2 separate regions of the Mus musculus genome follow, and region 1 is linked to region 2. Evidence: chromatin contacts called from public promoter capture Hi-C data. All regions are on one chromosome and are shown on one strand. The core of a region is the stretch at or near the end of the contact, and the rest is flanking DNA. Distances in the headings are between cores, read along the strand shown.

Region 1 (7,412 bases), core at 3,483-5,982, 2.1 Mb after region 2:
GAGGTTGCGGCTTCTGAAGGCTTCTTGCTGTGCTGAGACTCCAGTGGGCAGCACACGCTCCTGGGGCTCCTCCAGCTCGCACTGTTTGTTATACATGCAGCCCACAGCTACCACTCCCTACTGAAGTAAGTTTTCCTTTGAGTGTGGAAGCAAAGAGTTCCCTAACGTCATTGTTGACATGGATGGCATCCTCCATGTTGGATTTTAATAGGTACAGACGTATGACATGCATGAACTAAGCAGTACTTAAGCCTGCTGCCGGGGCTCTCGGGGATACCGCTCAAATACAGAGAAGATGGATAGGTTTATTTTTGTGAGCGTAAAACCGCTGGCTTGTATGTTGGTGGATGTAGCTTGAAGATTCTTGACTGTGGTTGTATGGCCTGTACCTGGCCTGGATTGGTAGTTCAGGGCCTTTAAAGGAATGCCGTGGCCAAGGTTGGTTGGTATCTGTGAATGCACCTGAAAAGCAGACTCTATTTCGTAAGCTTTGGCCTCTGTCTCCGAGAGCTGTCACCGGCTGTGTCTAGTAAGTGGTGACAGAGGCCCTGAAGACAGTGATGCTGTGCTGTTGGTTGCCTGAAAGCTGAAAGAGGGCAGCAGGAAGCCCTTTTCTCTCAGAATTGACAGAAACAACCTTTTTGCTTCCCAGTACTCATTCTTGTTTTCCATTAGATACTAGTTGGATTTCCTCTTTAACCTCAAAAGGTATAAACTAAAGAACATGTTCCTATGCATTTCTGCCCTAGGAAAATGCATTTCTCCATGACCATGGTGTCAGGCTTAAGAAATCATACGGCTCCTAACAAAATGTGAGGTCATAAACTGTGACTAAAAGGATTAGAGAAAAGAATCCCGAATGAGCCAAGGAACAACTCAAACTGCTCCAAGTTTACAGACAGAGACCACAGTGCCACAATTCTCTCTAGGGGGAAATGCCAGTCTTGTCTCTGGGTAGCCATGGAACTAGCATTCAGTAAAGAAAAATGCAGTTAGCTCTGCAGTACTTGACAATAGCGTTCAGATTCACTAGTGAGGTTGCTAAAGGAGCTACTCTTTAAGACCAAAGGAAAAAATATATATCATATATCATATATATATTACATATATATATTTAAAAAACATTAAAAAGTGTCAGATTTGGACTCACAACTTGATAGTTTTGGAAGTGCGGCTTTACTTGTGAGTGCTATAAAAAGTGGCCCTCAGGACCTGTGGAAACCAAATTAGGGACAGGGTGATTCCTTGAAAGTGTACAGTGTATCTGAGTGTTTGTTGTATACGTACTAACAAAGCTACAACCCTTTTGCTCTGGAACGGATCTGAACAAAGCATCACAGATAACAAAATCTGAATTTCTTGGCATGAAAGACAAACCGTAAGCCTGTGAAAATGCAGTCTAGAACTACTCATTATTAGAAGGTGCTTCATAGAAAACCCTTAGTCTTGCTCACACTCACTTCCCATATCGGGTGACCCCGGAAAGCACACTAACCAGAGGCAGCTGTTGGGAAGGCAGGTATTATGAACAGAGGCCTCGTCTGGGTTCTCTCTAACAAGCCACCTGACCTTCAGGACCAGTGTTGTTGCTCTCCGTGCTTCCTCTAAGCTGACTGACTAGCAGTGCCTTCAGACTGCCAGCCTCACTGGTTTCAATACAAGACAGCAATAGGAACACTATCCAACTCCAAACTCCAGTGCCTTGTCTGTATTACTGTTAATAGCACACTGTGTAGAGACTACGTACCACTTGCTTGACCGTCTGAATTTTTAACATTTTATACCATGTGTCTTCAGTCGAATTCTGCCACATTACATAACCGCAGGCGACCCAGGCTAAGTGCTGGACTGGCTTCATTTGTGGAGACACATTTCCAAAATTGTCTGGTAGAGAAAACATTTTAGATTAAAAATTAAGTCATAGTTATGCTATCTAACATGGGTAAACACTAAATTAAGCCATGAATGTATAAAATTCCAAAAAGCCTCTTTTGATTGCTGGCTTAGATTCGAAGTAAGTATTTTTGCAAAAGTCTAGTTATTTCCAACCTAGATACCATGAAACAGTTTTGAGGATGGACAGCAGAGGTGCATCTCAAGTTGGCAGAACATCATTTCCCATGCGCTATGTGTGTACCTGGGATGTCCTGTGCTTCCAGCGGTCTCTTCAGAGACATGAGGCTTTGATAAAATGTGTTATCTTCCTCATCTGGGTTCTTGCCGATTTCTCCTTCGAATGTGAAGTTGACTTCTGGTGCAGAGCCTTGTCCCATTTGGGGGTAAAGAACTTCAGCTGTGCAGTTCACTGTAACTTGCTGTTGAGAGCATTTTTTACAAAAGTAACACAAAAGATCAGTCTTACAGATGGCCATTCATTGTTGTAAGTTTCTAGGTTCCAGAATCTTAGGAATGTTAGCCCTGTCTGTTAGTGGGGTGGTGGTTTACAATGTCAAATTTTAGCCTGACTGCCTACCAAAGGAGGGCTACCAAAGCTTGTTCCATACCCCCTCCCTCTGCTTGTGAAGCCACTGTTTCTCCCAAATGTGGCCCGAGCAGTCTCTCCTAATATAAAGTAAGGGTTGCAGCCTGCTATGGAGATGGCTGTCTAGTAGCTCAGTGCCTTTCAGGGGATTTCCTCTTGTTATCTCCTCGGGGAGAGGAAAACTTCCCACGGCTTCAAGATGGCTGTGGCGCCAACTACAGTTCCCTTCTTTTACATTTATTTCATTGATAATTTGACATGCATTCAAAATTTTCAAACTTTCCTGTCCCACTACTGCAAGATTAGTGGAATCACTGTTGGAGGTTCTATTGTTCCTGAATTTCTAAATGTACTTAATTTGAATATCCAATTAAAAACCAAAATAAAAGGCAGGCATGAGAAAACAGTCATGACTGGAGAGTAAATTACCTCTTTCAGTCCTACAAGGCGTGAATTCAGACTGCTTGGAATCTACTTAAGGGTAATTTATTTGAACTGAAACACAGACTTTTCTAAACAATTGAACAGAAAGAAAGTGCTCAGGCAGTCCACACTGGCTTGTGAAGCTCTGCCTGCAGAGCCATGGCTGCCCATACTCAGAATCTCCCAGCAGCCGCAGTGGAGGCCCAGGGTAAACCCTCAGCGAGAATGAGCCGCAACACTGAGAACGCACGCGTATTCTAGAAAAGACAGCTCACTTACTTTTTGGATAATTTCTTCCACAGAAAACTTAAGATGGTACTTGTGCCCTCTTCCTGGGATATCCTAAAATTAAGAAAAAAATATAGTGGAGAAAAGAATACTGTAATATATCACATCTTTTTAGTTAGGACATTCTTATTACGTGACTGGGAGGGTGGCTGGTGGGAAGAAATACACTAAAGTTTTGCGTCTTTTAAAACATCCCAGGGGTCTTGTTCTGACGTTCCTCATGACTGTACATCTTACCATCCTTCATCGCTTCCCAAGCCCGGCTGCTCAGGAAGGCGGTCATCGGGTGTCTAGCATGGACTTGGCAGTATCTAGCAAGTTTATTTAGGTAGGTCTAGGAAGCGGGTGGAAACGTACAGAGGACACAGATGCAGTGGCAGTAGGCACATCTTTGGAAGGGTTTGTCTTAAAGCCGGGGGTACCAGAGTGTTCAGTGAGTAAACGACGTGTGGTGGATGAGTGCCAAGTGCTCAGAGACAGTGTGTGTAAGTGCTGTTGATACTGTCCTGTCAAACACCACTTCAAAAGACCTTATGAATAGATCATTTAGATATCCCCCTTTTAAATGAAAGCCAGTTTTGAAGTGTGTAACTAATTTATATTATCTAGTACAGTTTCGAAAATAAAAATCATTTCTTTGTCAGCCAAAAAAATCTTGAGCTGTAAGAAAAAAAAAATAGGGACACTCGCTAGGTAGGTGAGGCCCTTTAGCCTAGCCGGCTTCAGCAGAGGCAAGGCTGCATGTCAGGCAGGATGTGGGCGGCTGGAGCCCGAGCAGCCCACACTGCCTTTGTTTTTTCCTCGGGGCGAATTTCTTGCGTTTTCCCGTCGTTTTGGGCAAAGGGCTTAAGAGTTACTCTTAAAAGTTTATGGAGTCGTTTGGAGGCCATGAGCTTTTGTTGGCCAAGGCTAGCTAGCGGCAGATGGAGAAACTATAACAGCTTCCAGATTGTTTAGAATGCTGTCTTCCCTAGACCTCTTCTCTCCACAGGAAAGGGTGAGATTAACCCCGTGTATTTCCCAATCCCTTAAACTAATATGCACAAAATCTGGCTGCATAGGTCCTCTGCTTTACCGTGAAAGCAAACAGTTCTGGGATGAGTCCCATATAGGGGAGCTCATAGCAATGCTATTCAGAGGCAGAGCAGGGTCCCGCGGCCGGGATGGGGTGGGGGCAGTAGGGGGAGCCGATCGCAGGGCTTCTCCTCGCAGACTCACCTCCTTGCTGGCCTGCTGGACCGTCTGCACCAGGAACAGCTTGTGGGGAGTCCCCTGCTGGTAGTTAATGCAGTTCTCCGCCACCGAGGCGGCCCTGGACGCAGCATAGTGGGTGGGTGGGATTTCCATCTTGGGGGAGACAGCGCGGGCTATCCTAGTTCAAAGAGATCACGGCGGGTGCAGCCAGGGTCCCGTCAGTGTGGAGTGCTGGCCAGCCGAGTGGGTGTCCAAGTGGGTGTCGGTGAGGTGGTGAAGTCAGTCGGTAGCTGGGCTGGGCGTGCGCGCTTGCTCGCTCCTCAGCGCCTTCCTTCCCTCTTCCTCCTTCACTCAGGAAACCGTTCGGGCAGTGGCTCTGCCGGGAGCCTCGGCCCCGCCCTGGGGTAGGCGGGCACCTCCGGGAGAAAAGCTCGGGCATTCCCTCCGGCTCCCGCGGGTCTGGGCAGGTGTGGAGCGGGAGGGAGAACCTGGAGGAAGGGGAAGGGCTTTCTGGCCTTGCCTCGATGGGTCCTTCTGAGGGCTTCAGCTGCCGGATGAGGAATCGCTGGCTGTTTCACGTACAGATTAGAGTACACCTCTCCTTTTTCAAACGGGCTGTCACGGGGCAGGGGGCAAAGTGCTCCAAGTGTAATTCAGCCCTTACCCTTCCCTTTGTGAGACTCTTGCTCAGCCAGGTTCCTTTAGAGGCAGATCCAGAGTGGGAAAGCAGAAAAGCCATTTTAAAACGTTGGGAGACTGGTCAGGATCAGAGGAAATACTTCCCCATTCATAAGACCTTAGTGATCTTAGAAATATAAAGCTTAATGAGCGTGAACCACCACTCCCATCTTTCTTGAAATCCTATTTTAATGACTTTTTATGTGTATGTGCACACGTGTGTGCAGGCACATCAGATTACCCGGGAGCTGGAGTTGTGTGCCACACAGTATGGGTGCTGGGGACCAAACTCAAGTCCTCTGCCTCAGCTGCCGAGCCAACTCTCCAGCCCCATCTCTATTTCTCTTAAAAGGTAGATGGTTGGAGGCTTTCTGGGTAGACTGTCTATGTTGCAGCCACTCTGCAGAGAAGGGGAAGGTGCCCTGTGGGACACGTGTTGCTTTCCTCGTGTGCTAATGGAGCTTTCCTATAACTGAGGACTTTCTTTGGGCCCAGTGGATTATTAAATACCAACCAACTCAGTTCGTTCATTCCCCATCTTTTCTAGTTATGTTAGCCAACAGCAATGAAGCAGCTAGGGGATAACAAGTCTAACTTTTTTTTTTTCTCTTGATATTGGAAATGTTTGTCTTTTTAGCTGTAAGCCAACCCCTTTAGGAGAGAGTGTGTGTGTGAGTATGGGCTTCCAAAGTGAGCATTTTAAAGTCTAACGAATAGTCAAAGATTCTGTATTTAATAATTAGTATAGACTGGCATGATGGCACTTGAGGTTTCTTAAAATTGTAATTATTACTTAAAAGGGAAACTTTTTCATTTAAACATTAAATAAACTGAATTGCAAGAATATCATTCCTAGCCTTGTGCCTTCTTTTAAAATGTCTTTCTTAGAGTTTTTGCCTGCATGATGTGTGTGTGTGTGTGTGTGTGTGTGTGTGTGTCCCTATTGCCCAAGGAGGTGTCAGTAAAAGGTGTCAAATTCCATGGGACTGGAGTTAGAGATGACTGTGAGCCACCATGTTGCAGGGAATCAAATCCCAGTCTGCAAGAGCAGAAAGTGTTTTCAACCACTGAGTTGTCTGTTCAGTCCCACTTGGGTCTTGGTTACCTACTACAATCTCACCAGTGGTTGATATTCAGTCCATTATCTTCAGACTTGAGTAATATGTAGATTGTCTTCAAGGTAATAAGTTATTATGAGTCCCCAGGATTATATACTTTATACTACTGGTATTATATTACAGTATGAGCATTAAACAAGATAAAAAAAATACTGTGGCTTATAACTTAGTATGAATATAAAATCAAAATGGCCAGTCATGGTGGCTCATGCTTTTAATACAAGCACTTAGAAGACAGAGGCAGGGGGATCTCTTGAGAGTTTCAGATGACCCAGGGCAAAATAGTGAGACCCTGTCTCAAAAAAAAAACAAAAAAAAAAAAAAGTAAAAATAAATCTACAAATTATAGATTTTTTTTTTTTAAAAACCCACAATTCTTAATATGACATGATATTTTGACAAAGTCTTTCACGGGTTGCCAGCAGTGTGACTCCAGGCTAGTCTTTGCCCTTCAGCATGCCTGCCTGCCTGCCTGCCTGCCAGTCAGTCTCGTCTTTCAGTCTGTTCTCGTTCAGTGCCCACCAGTGACAACGCAGTGACCATGCCAGTCAGGGGTCTGGTCAGTTTCTATTTTCCTGTTAGCATTCTAGGAAAATGTGTGGTTAAGGGTACTGCTGTTGATGCAAACCCTGGCTATGGAGGTAGGTAGCAGTCACATTTGTCTGTTACTTCGCCTCTCTCCCTCTCTCAGGTCTCACACCTATAAAATAAAGACCAGAAACAGAATTGCTTTCTGGGTTTAGTCTGCGCAAAGTGTTCAACACAGCCTTGCACTGACGTGTTCTCTCACCAGCTTTCCTCTCATTCATAAATGACATTGGTTGTGAGCTAATCCTAGGGCACTGCTGCCTGAAGAACTAGCAGTGTTGGAGTGCCCTGCCCCGCCCAGCCTTGTGGGCACTGCTTCAAGTGCCCTGTATTCGAGTTGTTATGTTGTGGAATTTTCAGTTAAGTTTAAGAAGCCGTGATTAGTTTTAACCACATGGTTAATTAATCTATGTAGTACAGATATAGACTATTTTATCATTAAAATTTGTCATACTTTATTTTGTATGTCACACTGTATAGTAATCAAGGACTGTTTCTTGGAAATAAGAACTCTGCTGGCCATAATTAATCATTTAGGCAGTTCCTACTTGATTTTATTATTTGGCATTACCGACATTGTGGTATGGGGGTATATGTGTGCTGAGGCAGGAGTGTGGAGGAAAAGGACAACTTGAGGGACC
Region 2 (7,229 bases), core at 3,790-6,289:
AGGCGGGACCTGGAGAAGGGAACCTTCCGGCACTAAGACAGACTACTTGAGTCTGCATGCTGTTCCCCAGCACACACCTGCCCAGAAGCCAGCACTCCTAGCTCACTGGCAGCTAACAGGCACTGTGCGTGTGCTTGCTAGTGATAGATACCCAGGGAGACAGGCTGATTGTAAAGAAGCAGCTGCAGGCAGGGGCTATCCATGGATCGGCCAGCTCTGCAGACAGAATGCGTTCTCTTAGCCCTGTAGCCCTTGGAGGAATTAGCTGCTACAGCAGCAACTGCTTAGGGCCTCGCTTTGACCAGGAACTCCCACTGGTTCCAAACGGGGTTTTAAGTGCAAAGTGAACTGCAAGAAAGCCAAGGGGGAAGAGAGGGTGCTGACTATGACCACCTGGAAGGATTCAGTGATTGCCTCGGAGCCCTGGTAACAGCTTAGAGGATCAGCTGACAGAGAGTGGGGCCTGAGTAAAAGGAGGCAGATGTGCAGGAGATGAAGCAATCATCCAGACCTGTCTTCCCGGCAAGCGTTTAATCAGTGTCCCATGGGCCAAGGATGGGGTAGGCTGCTGAGCATCCAACTCAAGATAGCCACATCCCACAGCCTAATGGGCATATCCAGAAGATGAACAGATTTCAGTGCAGGTTATGGGCACACTGGTTGGTCTGTGATTTAGGATAGGCTTTAGGAAGAAGGCAGAAGACCATTAGGAACCTCAAAGGATGAGATATTAACAGGACAAAGAAAAAGTGAGGGCAAAAAGTGCCATCCAGGCAAAGGACTCTCCCTATTCCCAGCAAGGGAAGCCAGTATGATATTTCAGGATAGAGAGATCAACAAACTAGTTTTCTTGAAGAACAAAAATTAAGGCAGAGAGGCAGAATGGACAATAAGATTTACCAGAGTAAGAAATACATGTCATCTTAAAGGAAAAGGATCTTGTTAGGCACAAGCTGAAGTCAGGAAAGTGGCATCATGAAACTTAGAGAAGCTGCAGCTAGGCCTAGGGCATCTATATTAACAGAGGGGCAGCTGAAGCAAAAGGTAGGAAAAGCAGCGATTGGACAGAGCTCCTGAGGATGGATTGTGTACAGCGGCATGGGAGAGATGAGTCAGAGCAGAGACCCTCCAGGTGTCTACACCGTCAAATACTATGCAGCACTGAAATGATACACTGTTACACCACAGAGGAAACAAGGAAACATGTGCTGCAAACTGAAAGAAATCAAACACAAAAGATGAGGGCACTTTATTCTATTTAAATGAACTGTTCAGAAAGACAGATCTAAAAACAAATAGTGATTATGTAGGGCTGAAGTTTGTTATCAGTTATGGCCTGTCATAGGTATTTTCTCAGGTATGGGATTGTTCCACTAACTGAATTTGAAACGGTAATGGCTGCACACTAACATTGCTAGGGCTGCTAAACTATTTTTTTAAGGTAATGAACACTCAAAAACAGGTCAAGCCAGGCGTGGTGACGCACACCTTTAATCCCAGCACTCGGGAGGCAGAGACAGGTAGATTTCTGAGTTCGAGGCCAGCCTGGTCTACAAAGTGAGTTCCAGGAAAGCCAGGGATATACAGAGAAACCCTGTCTCGGGAAAAAAAAAACAGGCTAAATTCTTTTTTATATGTAATTTCCAGTTCAATAAAGCTTGTTCCTCTCCCTCCTCTTAAGAAGACAGTTTAAATTCCCAGGCTGCAAATGTAAAATGCTTGCCTCAGTATCTCATAAGCCTGGGATGGTAGCACATGCCTCTAATCCCAGGGCTCAGGAGGCAGAGGCAGTGTCAGAACTTTAAGGTCATCCTTGAGCTACATAAAATGTTCAAGGCCAGCTTGAACAAAAAAAAAAAAAAAAAAAAAAATGTTATCAACTAAATACGTAGAAGCCCATATCTCAAGGCAAGATCTTCTAAGTAAAAGCTCTTGAGGCCTAGAAAGGATGCTACAGAGGCCCTCCAGATAACTCCCCATCATATGCTAAAGGGTAAGAACCAATAGATTAGGGGAACACGAGGAATAACCAACTCGACCTGGAATTTAAAAGGGAAGGGAGACTCAGAAAAAAAGGACAATTCCTAAAGGTCCCAGAATTCTAGTAGGGAGGCAAAGATGCTGACGCTGAGCCAAATGGAACTGGCAAAGCAAGGCGGGAAGGTCCAGCAGAAACATGCAGACCCACGCTCTTGGTTACATTCACTGTAACCAAGAGGTCGCTGGGGCCTTGGCTTCCAGAACAGGGTAAGAGGGGACTGGACTATGATGAAGGCCAGACCAGGAGCCTAAACTGGCCGTTCAGAACTTCCAGAGTTAGAGAAGTGTCTAAGCAAGTACAAAGTCAGAGACTACTTTACAGTGAAAATGAATGGAGCATTCTTTACTGACAAAGGAAAACAGGAAACAAAACCTTCAGGGAGCAGAGAAATAAATGTTTAATTAATCCAAAAAAAAGGGGAGAAGGATCCAGGGCAGTTTGACCTTAGGCCAAAACAGCATGCATCGTCTGCAACTGGACAGTATCATTGTGGGTACTAAGTAGGTAGACAAATGAAGAATATTCTACCTGGTTGTCTTAGTTAGGGTTTTACTGCTGTTAACAGACACCATGACCAAGGCAACTCTTATAAGGACAACATTTAATTGGGGCTGGCTTACAGGTTCAAAGGTTTAGTCCATTATCATCAAGGTGGGAACATGGAAGTATCCAGGCAGGAATGGTGCAGGAGGAGCTGAGAGTTCTACATCTTCACCCGAAGGCTGCTAGCAGAATACTGGCTACCAGGCAGCTAGGATGAAGGTCTTAAAGCCCACACCCACTGTGACACACCTACTCCAACAGGGCCACACTTTCTGATAGTGCCACTCCCTGGGCAGAGCATATACAAACCATCACCTTGGTGGATTTAATATTTTAGATAAAGTTCGAGGAAGGTCACCTGCTGAGAGTAAATACAAGGCTTTAGGGTAGAGATCCTGCCAACATGGTTGCTCATGCCTAGAATTCCAGCACTCATGAGATAAAGGAAGGAAAATCTCAGGCTATATAGCAAGTTGGAGATCAGCCCGGTTCCATGAAACAAACAAAAATAAAAAAGCAAACAGCTCCAAAGGAGGGCAGACCTTATGTCATTTGAGGAAAGGATGATCAAGGATCAAAGAGAGGTTCGTCAGCCTGGTTAAGGCCCAATGGCAAGATAGCAAAGGAGAGGGGACATAAGAGGTGCCAGACTATAAGATTCTATGGTAATCTCTGGTTTACTCTACTAGCCCCAAGTAGAAAACACAGGTTGGGTTTTTATGGGATTTACTAAAGCAGAGGAAGGACTGGGGCTTTGAGAGTAAAAAAGCAATTGAGATAATCAATGCAAAGGGCTGACAGATGAGGAAAAATGATACCCTGTATAAGACAGAGGGAGCCTGGCAGGAACAAGATTCCAGACATTATAAGTAGGTGAGCAATGTTGGGTATTTTCATGGTAGTTGGAGCAAAATACAAGAAAGCCAGAAAGCCACAAACGTACTATCAAATGTATGGATTCTATTAAACTTCTGGAAAAGGGTGCTGTTCTAATATTTAAGCCCAGAAAACAGTGTGTCCTCTAACCTACACACACACACACACACACACACACACACACACACACACACACACGTTAACTACAAGCGTATCAATAATCCTGACCCCAGTGCTTTGCCCTTTTCAGCGTGGTGCCTGAGAAATGAGGGTGTGAGTTCTGTGCTCCTGGGATCATCCACTCCGGAACAACTCATTGAAAACCTTGGTGCCATTCAGGCAAGTACTGCAGCCCCTTCTCCTTCTAGCAAACTCCAGGGGATGTTACAGTGTGTTTGCAAGCAGAGAACTAGACAAAGTAGCAGGAAACACAAAGTTGTAAGACGCAACAACACATTTACATTATACACAGAACCCAGGCTGTCCTCTGCTTACTTAAGAAACAAGTGTCTCAAATTCCAGCGGATCATCTGTGTGGGGTGGTGCACTCCCGTGTCACACCTGGCAACTGATAAGTCTAACCATAAAAGCATGTTTAACTGTCTGCTTGAGATGTAATGGCTATAGGACAATACATACTGTGTGTTCATTTGTTCCTTCCATAAACTATTGCCAATATACTATGCCATACTCCTAACCATCTAACAGCATCCCGTGATCCCACTCATCATACCACTTAGTGTAAGATGCATGATAATTGTCTGTGCCCTCTGCTGTACTGTGAGCCTAAAGGTCAGAGACCTGTGGCTCTCTTCTCCACTCACTTCCCACTTCCTACTACGTGGCCCTTAGTTATTACTCCAGAAGTAACTGGAGAATAAATTCCTGTTTGGAACTTTCAGGATCACATCCCCTAGAAAGAAAATCCAGGAGGCCTATTCCATACCAAGATCCTGTCCCCCAAGTGATGGTCTGAAGGCCAGGCGCTGGACTGTGGTTGCAGCAGCACCTGGGGAATATGTTGAAGATGATCAGGGGCATCTAAGGAGTGGCGCTGGTGGTCTGTTGGGATCACCTTTCTTCAGCACTGAACACATCTCAGTGCTGAGCCTGCTCCTCTCAGCTTCGCTGAGTCCTAGGATGAGTTCACCCACTGCTTAGCCACAGCCTGCTAAAACCAGCAAACATGTTTCCCTGTTGCTCACTGGGAACAGACTCATGGCTTCTTGGCTATCCATCTATTCCTAAAACAAGCCCTGTCACCTCTCCTCAAACCAGACAGATGAACGTGGACATGAAGATTTAAAACCCCCTTTTAGAAACAGACCAGAATGGTGGTACACACCTTTAATCCCAGCAGAGATATGTAGATCTCTGTCAGTTTGAGACTAGCATGGTCCACAGAGGGAGTTTCAGGACAGCCAGGACTACATAGAAAAGCCCTGTCTCAAAAGAAAGAGAGAAAGGGCAGGGAGGGTGAGAAAAACCAGAATACACTGGTATGTAAATGGTACAGATTGCCTGCCTAGCCACCACCTTTCGCCGGACCAGGCAGTGGGGCAATACTCCACAGCTATTTCCAAATTCAGCCCGGCCATGGTTCCTCCTGGATTCTGTGGGACCTTTACAGGGAATGCCTCATCTAATGAACCATACCATCTTCATTCATTTTCTGTTATGCACTGGGAAAACAAGATTACACAATGAGGATGGGGAAAGGACACAGTTTGTACCCAGAAGAACTTAAGTTCAATATAAAAGTTTCAATTTCACTCGTGTTTGGAATACTTCCTGCATCTGGCACCAAGGAGACAGTTGGGTTACTGTGATGAGCAAGATCCTGTCCTAAAACTGCTGGTGGAAAGAGTGAATTAAGAAACCTATGCTTTAAAAAAGCTGGCCTCTGAAAGCTCACGATGTACCAGATACTGACAACACCACCACAGGACACAAGATACTGTCCAGTCTTTAACAAGCTTACATTCTACTAGGGGACTAATAAAAATGAACAAAATTTCAGATCATGAGTTATTAAGCAAACAGATTGTTACACTAGAGAGCAACTGAGAAAGGTGGGTCTACTTGACATAACTTTGCAAAAGCCCCCTCCCTATAAGATGTTTATTCTGAGTTTGGATTGTATGCCTTGCCATAGCATAAAGAAACCTTGAAGTACATTTTAGGAACAAGAAAGAGCAGTACAAAGGACCTCGTCAAGAGGGTACATGGCTTATGCCAGACTATCCTTCTCCTTATAGGTGAGGAATCCTTTACAAAATGTAGAGGACAGACATGCTTCTATTTGAATGTCCCGGAATTCCTAAGGCTGCCCCAAGGAAAGCAGGATGCAGGTGTAGTCATCACCTAGGCAATGGAGGTAGAGTGGATGGATCTGCAGATCTGGGAAGAACAGATAAAAATCCTGGCAGGAAGAGAAATGCAGGATTCCTATCATGCTAGCACTATGATCCTCAATCCCAGGGGAAGTCATGCCAGGGGCAGAAATGAAGCAGCACCCTGGGTCTAAGCTGTTAGAGCTGCAGGAGCCTCCTGGGCAGCGAGGAAAGGATACTTTAACTCCCAAAGCAGTCCCTCCCTAGCAAGGCTCTGGCTGGCAGCAGGATGGAATTTCTATTCTCAGAAGACAAAGGACAGGGCTGTTACCCAGACAGCCTCACTGCTAGCACAAGGCCTTACCAAACTTCCCTTCTCCTTCACCCCAAGCAGCAGCACAGAACAGTCTAGACATGGTGTGACAGAAGCCCTGGATGTGGTGAAAAGTACACTAGGTATCTAGAGAGGCCAAACACTTGTTGGAATTGGCCGCAAATGTACAGAAAGTGTGGAATGCTGGCTACCATAAAGAACGGAAAGGTCTCAAGGACTGTGGAAGTATGAGCAATGAAAAATGCCTATGCCACGGGTGTGTACACATTCTTGTATGCACATGTACGCTGTCTCTGTGTCTTTGTCTCTTTGTCTCTCTCTCTCTCTCTCCCTCCCTCCCCTCCCCTCCCCCCACACTTCCCCCCAATCAGGATTCTAATCTCTAGCCACTAGGAATACTTCAGGACAAACCCCCCCTCACCCCACCCCACACACACACACACATGCAAATTAGCAGTGGTCCATGTTCTATCTCTACAGTAATCACCACCGTAATCACCACCCAACTTGCAAAAATCCTCCATCATCCTCAAAGAACTCAGTCCTGGAGGCCCTGATGACCCTCAGCCCCAGAAAAACATTCCTAGCCAAACCTCCCCTTACACCACCAAGTCCTGTAGGCAATACAATAAGGTTGTACAACTGGAACAATCTCATTAAATCTGCACAACAGCTTAAAATATTGTAAAGTACCTGCTGCGTTTTTTTAGAAGTGATTTCACATAAAATTCTGAAAGTATGGCTCCTTTAAAAGACACTGGTCCTTTAATACTACACACACTGCAATTTCATATTTTACTCAAGTAGTTTTATGTTTTCACTGTGTCTAGCTGATAGGTATTTTGACAGTGACTCTTTTTTCATTTCACATGGCTAGTCCACTGGATTTCTCTTCCACCAAACCCAGTTTTTGAACTCCAGTCTCAGAAGTCTCCAAGTAACTTTAGCTATTTAGAACCTGAGACTACAGAGCTAATGGGAAACAAAACGCCTCCTTTGACTTCAGGTAGAAAAAAAACAAAAAAAAACCAATAACCAGAACCACAAGTTTCCCAGACACAGGAGCTGCACTATTTTGCCAAACCCACAGGCTGCTAAGGGC

The links. Promoter capture Hi-C pulls out the DNA fragments that hold promoters and counts their contacts.
Region 1: a contact with region 2 is called in a promoter capture Hi-C map of liver, with 5 times the contacts expected there. The contact joins the promoter of Lxn here to the enhancer-like site in region 2. A contact is called at or near these places in 5 of 39 promoter capture datasets (hematopoietic stem and progenitor cells, hippocampal neurons, liver and 1 more).

The regions. Positions count from the first base shown.
Region 1 is chr3:67,459,175-67,466,586 of GRCm38.p6, forward strand. Lxn (latexin) reads right to left here and starts at 4,733. Exons shown (of 6, transcript NM_016753.4): 1 at 4,412-4,733; 2 at 3,185-3,247; 3 at 2,138-2,315; 4 at 1,748-1,884. The coding sequence starts at 4,540. The region is part of intron 13 of Gfm1 (G elongation factor, mitochondrial 1); the gene reads left to right.
Region 2 is chr3:65,367,647-65,374,875 of GRCm38.p6, forward strand. It overlaps Kcnab1 (potassium voltage-gated channel, shaker-related subfamily, beta member 1), which reads left to right. Exons shown (of 14, transcript NM_010597.5): 13 at 3,711-3,799. Among named protein-coding and RNA genes, the nearest start is that of Ssr3, 21 kb to the right of the region's middle. Within about 2 kb of position 5,040, at least 30 of the 459 cell types and tissues checked have an H3K27ac peak or open chromatin away from gene starts, as enhancers often do. A contact at or near this core is called in liver, where this site is marked.